Regions from separate parts of the Sus scrofa genome. Here all the other regions are linked to region 1. The links are chromatin contacts, called in public HiChIP or PLAC-seq maps. All regions are on one chromosome and are shown on one strand. The core of a region is the stretch at or near the end of the contact, and the rest is flanking DNA. Distances in the headings are between cores, read along the strand shown.

Region 1 (2,969 bases), core at 442-2,941:
ACATGCGGGTGCATGTATCTTTTTCAAGAAAAGTTTTGTCCGGGTATATGTCCAAGAATGGGATTGCTAGGTCATATGGTAGTTCCATGTATAGTTTTCTGAGATACCTACATACTGTTTTCCATAGTGGTTGTACCAATTTACATTTCCGCCAACAGTGCAGGAGCCTTCCCTTTTCTCCACACCCTTTCTAGTTATTCGTGGACTTCTTAGTGATGGCCATTCTGACTGGTGTGAGGTGGTACCTCATAGTAGTTTTTATTTGCATTTCTCTAATAATCAGTAATGTTGAGCATTTTTTCATGTGCTTGTTGGCCATCTGTATATCTTCTTTGGAGAAGTGTCTATACAGGTCTTTTGCCCATTTTTTCATTTGGGAACTAGAGACTCTCATACTAAGTGGAGTAAGTCAGAAAGATAAAGACAAATACCATATGATTTCACTTATATCTGGAATCTAATACATGGCACAAATGAACCCTTCCAAAGAAAAGAAAATCATGGACATGGAGAACAGGCTTGTGGTTGCCAAGAGGGAGGGGCAGGGAGTGGGATGGACTAGGAACTTGGAGTTAATAGATGCAAACTATAGCCTTTGGAATGGATAAGCAATGGGATCTTGCTCTATAGCATTGCGAACTATGTCTTGTCACTTGTGATGGAGCATGATAATGTGAGAAAAAAGGATGTATACATGTATGTGTGACTGGGTCACCTTGCTGTGCAGCAGAAAATTGACAGAACATTGTAAATCAGCTATAATGGAAAAAAATAAAAATCGTTACAAAAAAATGCATCTCTTTGTGATAGTAAGACAAAATTTTATATAGGACACTGTTGAAGAGGGTCTCAGACAAACTGTACCACCTCATGATAAAGGTAAACAGAAAGTTAAGAGAGATCTGAAATCATTAATAAACAAAAGCAAATAAAGGTCACTGGACCATGGGCTGCTAATTAGAAGCATGAGTGCAGGATAGAACCCCTTGCCTGCAAATCCAGGTTCATCTCACTCACCCCTCAGTGCTATGTCTTGTTGGCTAACATATTCTGAATTACAATAATCACTCTACAGAAATGTGTTAAATAAATGAATAAAAGCCTTCAAAACAACACTGATTTTGCCATTCATTAAAGATACCAGATTCTGTCTTGCTCTTGATCTCTGCACATATTATTCTTTCTGTCTGAATATTCTTCCCCACCACTTTACCTTAACCTATAACTTTCCCAACATACAGTATCCCCAAATGCTTGCACCAAATAAGCATAAGCACATTAGCTACCCCTATTATATTCCAGAGCTCCTGTCTCCCCTTCATAGCACTGGCCATGATTCATGTCAGCATGAGTGCTTGATTAACAGCTATCCCAGCAACTAGACTAGAGGTTCCAAGAAAACAAAGGTCACGCCCATTTTGCTCACAACTGCATTCCCAAGTACCTGGAAAAGTTCCCAAGATATGGTTGTCACTCTTTGGGAAAAATGGAGGAATGAAATAAGACCTCCCCTCACACGATGGAGGAGCATCAGTAGAGAAATCTGCCTTGATAACACTACTTCCTCAGAGAATCTGTTCCCTCCCACAAACCCTGCTGGCAAAATGATTCTCATGACCACAATCCTAGAGATCTATGTGACCATAAATGGATACTTTGCCATTGTGAAACAAACCTGTTGCCCCTGTAATTTTGAGAGAATGAGTAAGCTTATCATGTGTAGAATAGAAGCAGAAACTGGAAGTTACCACTCTACACCCATCATATTTGTAAAAATTATAAAATCACATGATACAATGTGTTGGAGAAAACACGAATCCTAATGTTTTACTGGGGGAAATGAACCCTGGTGCAGCTTGTAAGCATTAAAAAAAAAAAAAAAGGCATAACACAGTGAAATTGAATATGAGAATGTACTGTGACCAAGCATGCTACTCCTAGTCACAAACCTGAGCTAAGATCTGCAAATTAATATAATTATTTAATCCATTAGTAATAATGGAGTGGTAGTTCCCATTCTGGGGGCAAGAGTGTGTATCAGAAATGGGGCAGGGGTCCCAACCATTACATGCTCATTGAATGTTCTTTGTGTATATGATTAAATGTATCTCACATATATTTGCCCAGTTTTGAAGTGTAGGCAATTTTTTCTCATTTGTTAAAAAAAATTAATACCAGTATTTTAGAACTATTCAAATTAAACAATTTAACCCATACAAGAAGTGTCTGATAAAACCTAAATCCTCCACAATTGTTATCTATATATTGTAATAGCACAGTATCACAATCTATAGGCATTAGAGCAAAGCAGCCAAGAATGAGATGTGCAGAGTCAGACTGCTTGGGTTTGAATCCTGGCTCAGCTATAAGCTTGCCAGCTATGTGACTTTGGGAAAGCAACTTCTCTGTGCTCAGTTTTCTAATCTATAAAACCAGTTAGATAATAGCTCCTGCCTTAGAGAGTTGGTTGTGAAAATTACTGAATTTAATATGTGTAAAAGACTTGGGACAAAACTTAGCATGTGATAATCATTAGGCATCATTATTAGGTAAATCAAAATACTATATATGTCTAAAGATGTATGCATATATAAGGACTACTCCAAACACATTAAAGCAGGGATCTATGAGTTAGAAGGGAAATGACGATGAAGGATGAGTCAAAGAAAAAAAAAATTAAAGGAAAAATGAAGACAAGGACAAGAGAGAAGTTCTTAAAGGACCAATTATGAAAATTTACCATCCTTGGAGTCACTTGTTAATTCAGTCTATGGGATCTGATGTACAGAAGAAAGAAAGAGCAGAGATGTTCATGGAGTCATGGGATGGAGGTACAATAGAGTGAAAGTCTTGAAACTCTTATTTCCAAGGACAAAAGAGCAACTGTGGCTCCCAACTTCATTCATGGCTTTCAACTTCTCTTAGATTTTCTAACATACTGCAAACCAGCCTTCAAGAGTTAGCTCTGT
Region 2 (2,700 bases), core at 59-2,558, 290 kb before region 1:
AAGACTTGTGATGGACAACATAAAGGTAATATTCATTGGAGTTCCCGTCGTGGCACAGTGGTTAGTGACTCCGACTAGAAACCATGAGGTTGAGGGTTTGATCCCTGGCCGGGAGCTGTGGTGTAGGTTGCAGACTTGGCTTGGATCCCGCATTGCTGTGGCTCTGGCGTAGGCCGGTGGCTACGGCTCCGATTTGACCCCAGCCTGGGAATCTCCATATGTTGCAGGAGCGGCCCTAGAAAAAGGCAAAAAAAAAGATCCAAAAAAAAAAAGGACAAAAAATAAATAAATAAAGGTAAATATTCACATCAAGCAGATATTGAGCACATATTACATGTCAGGCACTGTGTGTAAAACTAGGACTCCAATTCCCATCCCAGTGGCCACTCAGTCATGTGTCATTGTGCACAACCAATAAAAGACACTATGCACAGCCTGACTCCTTTTCCAATCTGCTACTGAGTCGGTTGGATTTGATCCAAACCTACTCATACCATTTGAACTTGTTATTGTAACAATCCTATTTAGTTGACTATTATGTAAATTAACAAAAAAGAGTGAAAATGTTTTAATTTAATTTAATTTAATCTTTTAAATCAACTATACTTTAATAAAAACATTTTTTAAAAGATAATAATGGACATCATATAATGACAAAGGGGACAATTCATCAAGAAGATATAACAGGAGTTCCCTGGTGGCTCAGCAGGTTAAGGATCTGGCATTGTCACTGTAGTGGCTTGGATTGCTGCTGTGATACAGTTTCGATCCTTGGCCCGGGAACTTCCACATGCCATGAGCGAGGCCAAAAAAATATAGTAAGGGACTCTAACTCCTCACCTACACCAATGAACAGATCATCCAGACAGAAAGTCAACAAGGAAACCACGGTCCTAAATAAAACATTAGAACAGATAGATTTGATAGATCTGTACAGAGTAGTTCATTTAAATGCAGCTGAACATACATTCTTCTTTTTATTGTTATTATTTTTTATTACTCAATGAATTTATTAATTTATAGTTGTACAATTTATAGTTATTGTAATAATACTATTTAGTCGACTACTGTGTAAATTAACAAAAAAAGAGTGAAAATGTTTTAATTTAAAAAAATAATATCTAAATAGAATGTTTTGAAAACTTCCATAGAAACCTCATTTAGAAAAAAAATTTATTCAGTAAGGTATGGATAAGCAGCTTTAAGATTTAAGGAAAAAAAAGCTTAAAAATTGTAAAGCATTTTGCATTCATATTGTTTCACAAGCGCCTTTAAATTCTCCTTCTCCTTTAAAGGAACCCAAATTGGAAATTGTAGAGGACCCATGACAACACTATGCACTATGACACACCACACACAAAGCCAACAGCCCTTACTCAATAAGCTTTGTTCATATAACAAAAAAAAATGAAATATGCATTTTGTAGTTTATTAAAATTGAGGTATAATTTTCAAGTAATCACTGAACCCATTTTATATGTGTTTTGACAAATTTTAAGAAATTCATAGACACTTCCAACTATCACAATCAAGTTCTAGATTATTTGCATTACCCTGAAAAGTTTCCTTGTGTTCCATTAGAGTCAGCCCTCTCCTCCAGCTTCAGAAAACCAAAGACTGTTTTCTGTTACTATAGATTAAATTTTCCCTTTCTACGATTTCATAAAAATTGAATTATATAGTACATCTTCTTTGTTGGGGGAGGTGGGGTGAGAGGTCTGGCTCATTTCACTCAGCATAAGGTACATCCATTCTGTGACAAACGGTAAGATTTCATTTGTATTTTATGTCTGAATATTCCATTCTTTTTTTATACATTCATCTATCAATGCACAAGGTCACTTCCATATCTTGGCTATTATAAATAATGCTGCAATAAACATTGGGTTGCATATTTCTTTTTAAAGTAGTGTTTTCATTTTCTATGGATAAATACCAAAAGCGGAATTGCTGGATTGTACAATAGCTCTATTTTTATTTTTCTGAGGAAACTCCATAGAATTTCTCATAGTGGCTGTTCTAATCTACATTCCCACCAACAGTGTACCAGGGTTCCCATTTCTCCACATATTTGCCAACATTTGTCATTTCTTGTCTTTTTGATATAATAGCCATTCTAAGAGTTGTAAGGTAATATCATTCATTGTGGTTTAAATTTGCAATTCCCTGATGATTAGTGATGCTGAACATATTTTCTTGTGCCTGTAGGTCATTTGTATTTCTTCTTTAGAAGTCTGTTCAGAGCCACTGCCCGTTTTTCAATCAGACCATTTATTTTTTTTGATGTTAAATTGTATGAGCTCTTACACATTTTGTCTATTAACTCCTTATCAGAATATGATTTATGAATATATTCTATTCATTAAGTTGATTTTCATTTTTGGATGTTTTCTTTCACTGTGCAAACATTTAAAAATTTTAGTGTAGTCCCATTTGTTAATTTTTGCTTTTGTTGCGCTGAGGAAACAGATCCACCTCAAAATATTGTTAAAATTAATGCCAAAAACTGTACTTCCTATTTTTTTTAGTTTTATAGTTTCAGGTCTTACAATTTAAGTCTTTAGTCCATTTTAAGTTTATTTTTGTACATGGTGTGGGAAAGCGGTTATTTTATTCTTTTGCATATAGAGAGATCCAGTTTTTCCAATAACATTTATTGAAGAGATTGTATTTTCTCCATTGTTATATTCTTACTTCCTT
Region 3 (2,700 bases), core at 85-2,584, 410 kb after region 1:
CGTAGGCTGGTGGCTACAGCTCCGATTGGACCCCTAGCCTGGGAACCTCTATATGCCGCAATGTGGCGCTAAAAGGACAAAAGACACACACACAAAAATTAAAATAAAATAAAAAAAATAAATTAAGTATAGTATTAATTAATTTAATACTTGTAAAATATATTTAAAATGAACAGTTAATTGATATAATTAATTAAAAGTCTGTGATCTTGAAAAGAACCTTGAATTGACAGAGAAAGACAAATACAGTATGATATCACTTATATGTGGAATCTAAAAAATAAAACAAACGAGTGAATATAACAAAAAAGAATCAGATTCACAGATACAGAGAACAAACTAGTGGTTACCAGTGGCGAGAGGGGTCAGGGGGAGGAAATTAAGAAGTACAAACTATTAGATATAAAATAAGTTACACAGATATATATCGTACAACATGGGGGAATATAGCCAATGTTTATAATAACTATAAATGGAGCATAGCCTTAAATTTTTTTAAAAAAGAAACTCTGAATGGAGTTTGAGGAGTTGGTATCAATTCTGGCATCTTTAAAACAGATCTGCCGGGGAAGAAGCATTCCATCTCCCTGCCTGCGCATCTGCCCTTGTGAAATAGGTATAATGTCCCCTTTGCACCTTATAGGATTATCACGAGAGTCAAACAAAATATTGCACAGGGGTGTGTAAAAACTAAAAGGCAAATCGCACACACACTCAAACCCCAGCAGGAATAAAATACTGTTATATTAATGTTTAGTTATCACATAATGAAAGAATTTGAACGTGATCTTCCTTAACCAACAGTGATAGAAACTCATAACATGACAAGAGAGCTGGGTGTCCTGTAGGACTTAATTTTCATGTGCTACCGTGAGGCTGTCTGAGGAACTTATCTTATGAAACCCGAGTGTTACTTGGGAGCTTATCAGGAGTGTTTCATGAGGGGAAAAGAGAACAGAGCCTAGCCGTGTCATGGAATATTCCTTCCTTTCTTCCATTGCCCCCAGCCCGGTGCTGTTGCCTTTCTTGCTGTGTATTATTGACAGAGGAAATGCTGATTCATGGGTCTGAGTTACAGGAAACCTTGTTTCCTGGTGAAGAAACAAGCCTGGTGGTGCTGCCAGCCTCCTTCTCCGCCAGTTTCTGCCACAGGCCCTTCTCCCGGGGCCTGACTGACAAGGGGTAGAGCCAACTCGAGCTTAACCAGTGAAGTCACTTTCCCTTGGAATTGAGTTTAACACTCTGTTTCTCCAGACCCTTCAGCTCTGACTCCATGATACCTTTCCAGCTGGGTTCCCTCCCCGCCCCTCTTGCATCCTGAGCTGCAGCCACACATGACCACTCCCAGTCCTTTGTGAATGTCTTATATTTTCCAGTCTCAATGCTTTGGCTCACGATGTGCCCCAGCCTGGAATGGCCCCTGACCCAGTGTCGGTTCATTGAAATCCTACCCATGCTGCAGTTCTGCTCAGCAGCTACCTGCTATGTGAAGCCTGCTGGGTTTCCTTCTCTTTGTTTTTCTTCTTTTTAGTAGGGCTATTTCCAAATATGCACATAAGTGGACAAGCTGTATGGTGAAATTCTGGGTGCCCATCGCCCAGCTTCAGCAATGACCTGATTTCTTTGAAATAACACTTGATCCCTCCTTTTTTTGAACTTGTCTAGTAGCTCTTATGTTCTGTGCTTAATCCATGCTTCTGAACTGAGTTTGAAGAAGGTGAATTGAAGGATTTAGAATGCTCTGTTTACCCACCTGCCACAATGGGGAACCTGAAGCCCAGAGGAGGGAGGGGAGTTGCTCAATGTCCTAAGACAGGGAGTGGCAAGCTGAGATCAGAGTCTTCTGAAGGGCCTCGCGGTCTAAGTGGAAGATGCGGATAGTATTCTCATCACAAGTACATGCTCCTGGATCTCAAGCACTGCAGGAGTTCAGGTTAAGTGATTAGTAAGTGTGTGTTGAATGAATATATTAATCTTCTATCCAATTGATTAATACGATGACCTCTTAGGCTTTGCACAGAGCAGCCCCCTGGTCCTCTCTGTGCTGTAATCTGATATTAACATGCCAAAGATATGCATTGGAGATATCTGACTTAAATGGAGAGAAAAGCCATGTAAATTCTAAAGAACACTAAGAGTTGGTGAAAAGTGTATGTTGATAAATATTTTAAAATAAGTTCTGGGAGTTCCCGTCGTGGCTCAGTGGTTAATGAACCCCACTAATATACATGAGGACTCGGGTCTGATCCCTGGCCTCACTCAGGTGGGTTAAGGATCTGGCGTTGCTGTGGCTGTGGTATAGGTTGGTAGCTGCAGCTCCAATTCGACCCCTAGCCTGGGAACCTCCATATGTTGTGGGTGTGGCCTTAAAAAGACAAAAATAAATAAAATAAGTTCCGAGGTATTATTACATGGATTAGAATTCTGTAGCGGAAGAGCTGAAATGATCCTGAGTTAATCTGCACTAGAAAGTAGGAGAGAAATGGCCCTGAATTTTTTTTCTTAAATTCTGTGGTTTGGAGTACTTGTGCATTTGGTAATTTGGGAGGAAGGCAAGAAGAAAAAGTGTGGAAAGAGAGGGCAAAAACTAAAGAGCTGGTGGGGAAATAATGGCAGTTCTTCATCTTGATCCAGATGAGGCTCAAATCTAGGTTTTGGAAGGACAGCAAGAGGTCATCTGGATGTCCAGTCTGAGACACC

What was found. HiChIP or PLAC-seq counts read pairs in DNA pulled down with a chosen protein or histone mark.
Region 2: an H3K27ac HiChIP or PLAC-seq map of alveolar macrophages shows a contact between it and region 1. The contact joins two enhancer-like sites.
Region 3: an H3K27ac HiChIP or PLAC-seq map of alveolar macrophages shows a contact between it and region 1. The contact joins two enhancer-like sites. A contact is called at or near these places in 1 of 47 Hi-C or Micro-C datasets (skeletal muscle) and 2 of 2 datasets of contacts at active chromatin or transcription factors (alveolar macrophages and skeletal muscle).

What each region holds. Positions count from the first base shown.
Region 1 is chr13:126,049,488-126,052,456 of Sscrofa11.1, reverse strand. All of the region lies in intron 3 of LPP (lipoma-preferred partner), which reads right to left. Among named protein-coding and RNA genes, the nearest start is that of MIR28, 230 kb to the left of the region's middle. Within about 2 kb of position 1,691, at least 5 of the 83 cell types and tissues checked have an H3K27ac peak or open chromatin away from gene starts, as enhancers often do. A contact at or near this core is called in alveolar macrophages, where this site is marked.
Region 2 is chr13:126,341,854-126,344,553 of Sscrofa11.1, reverse strand. All of the region lies in intron 7 of LPP (lipoma-preferred partner), which reads right to left. Among named protein-coding and RNA genes, the nearest start is that of MIR28, 61 kb to the right of the region's middle. Within about 2 kb of position 1,308, at least 1 of the 83 cell types and tissues checked has an H3K27ac peak or open chromatin away from gene starts, as enhancers often do. A contact at or near this core is called in alveolar macrophages, where this site is marked.
Region 3 is chr13:125,639,830-125,642,529 of Sscrofa11.1, reverse strand. No RefSeq gene overlaps it. Among named protein-coding and RNA genes, the nearest start is that of LPP, 140 kb to the left of the region's middle. Within about 2 kb of position 1,334, at least 20 of the 83 cell types and tissues checked have an H3K27ac peak or open chromatin away from gene starts, as enhancers often do. A contact at or near this core is called in alveolar macrophages, where this site is marked.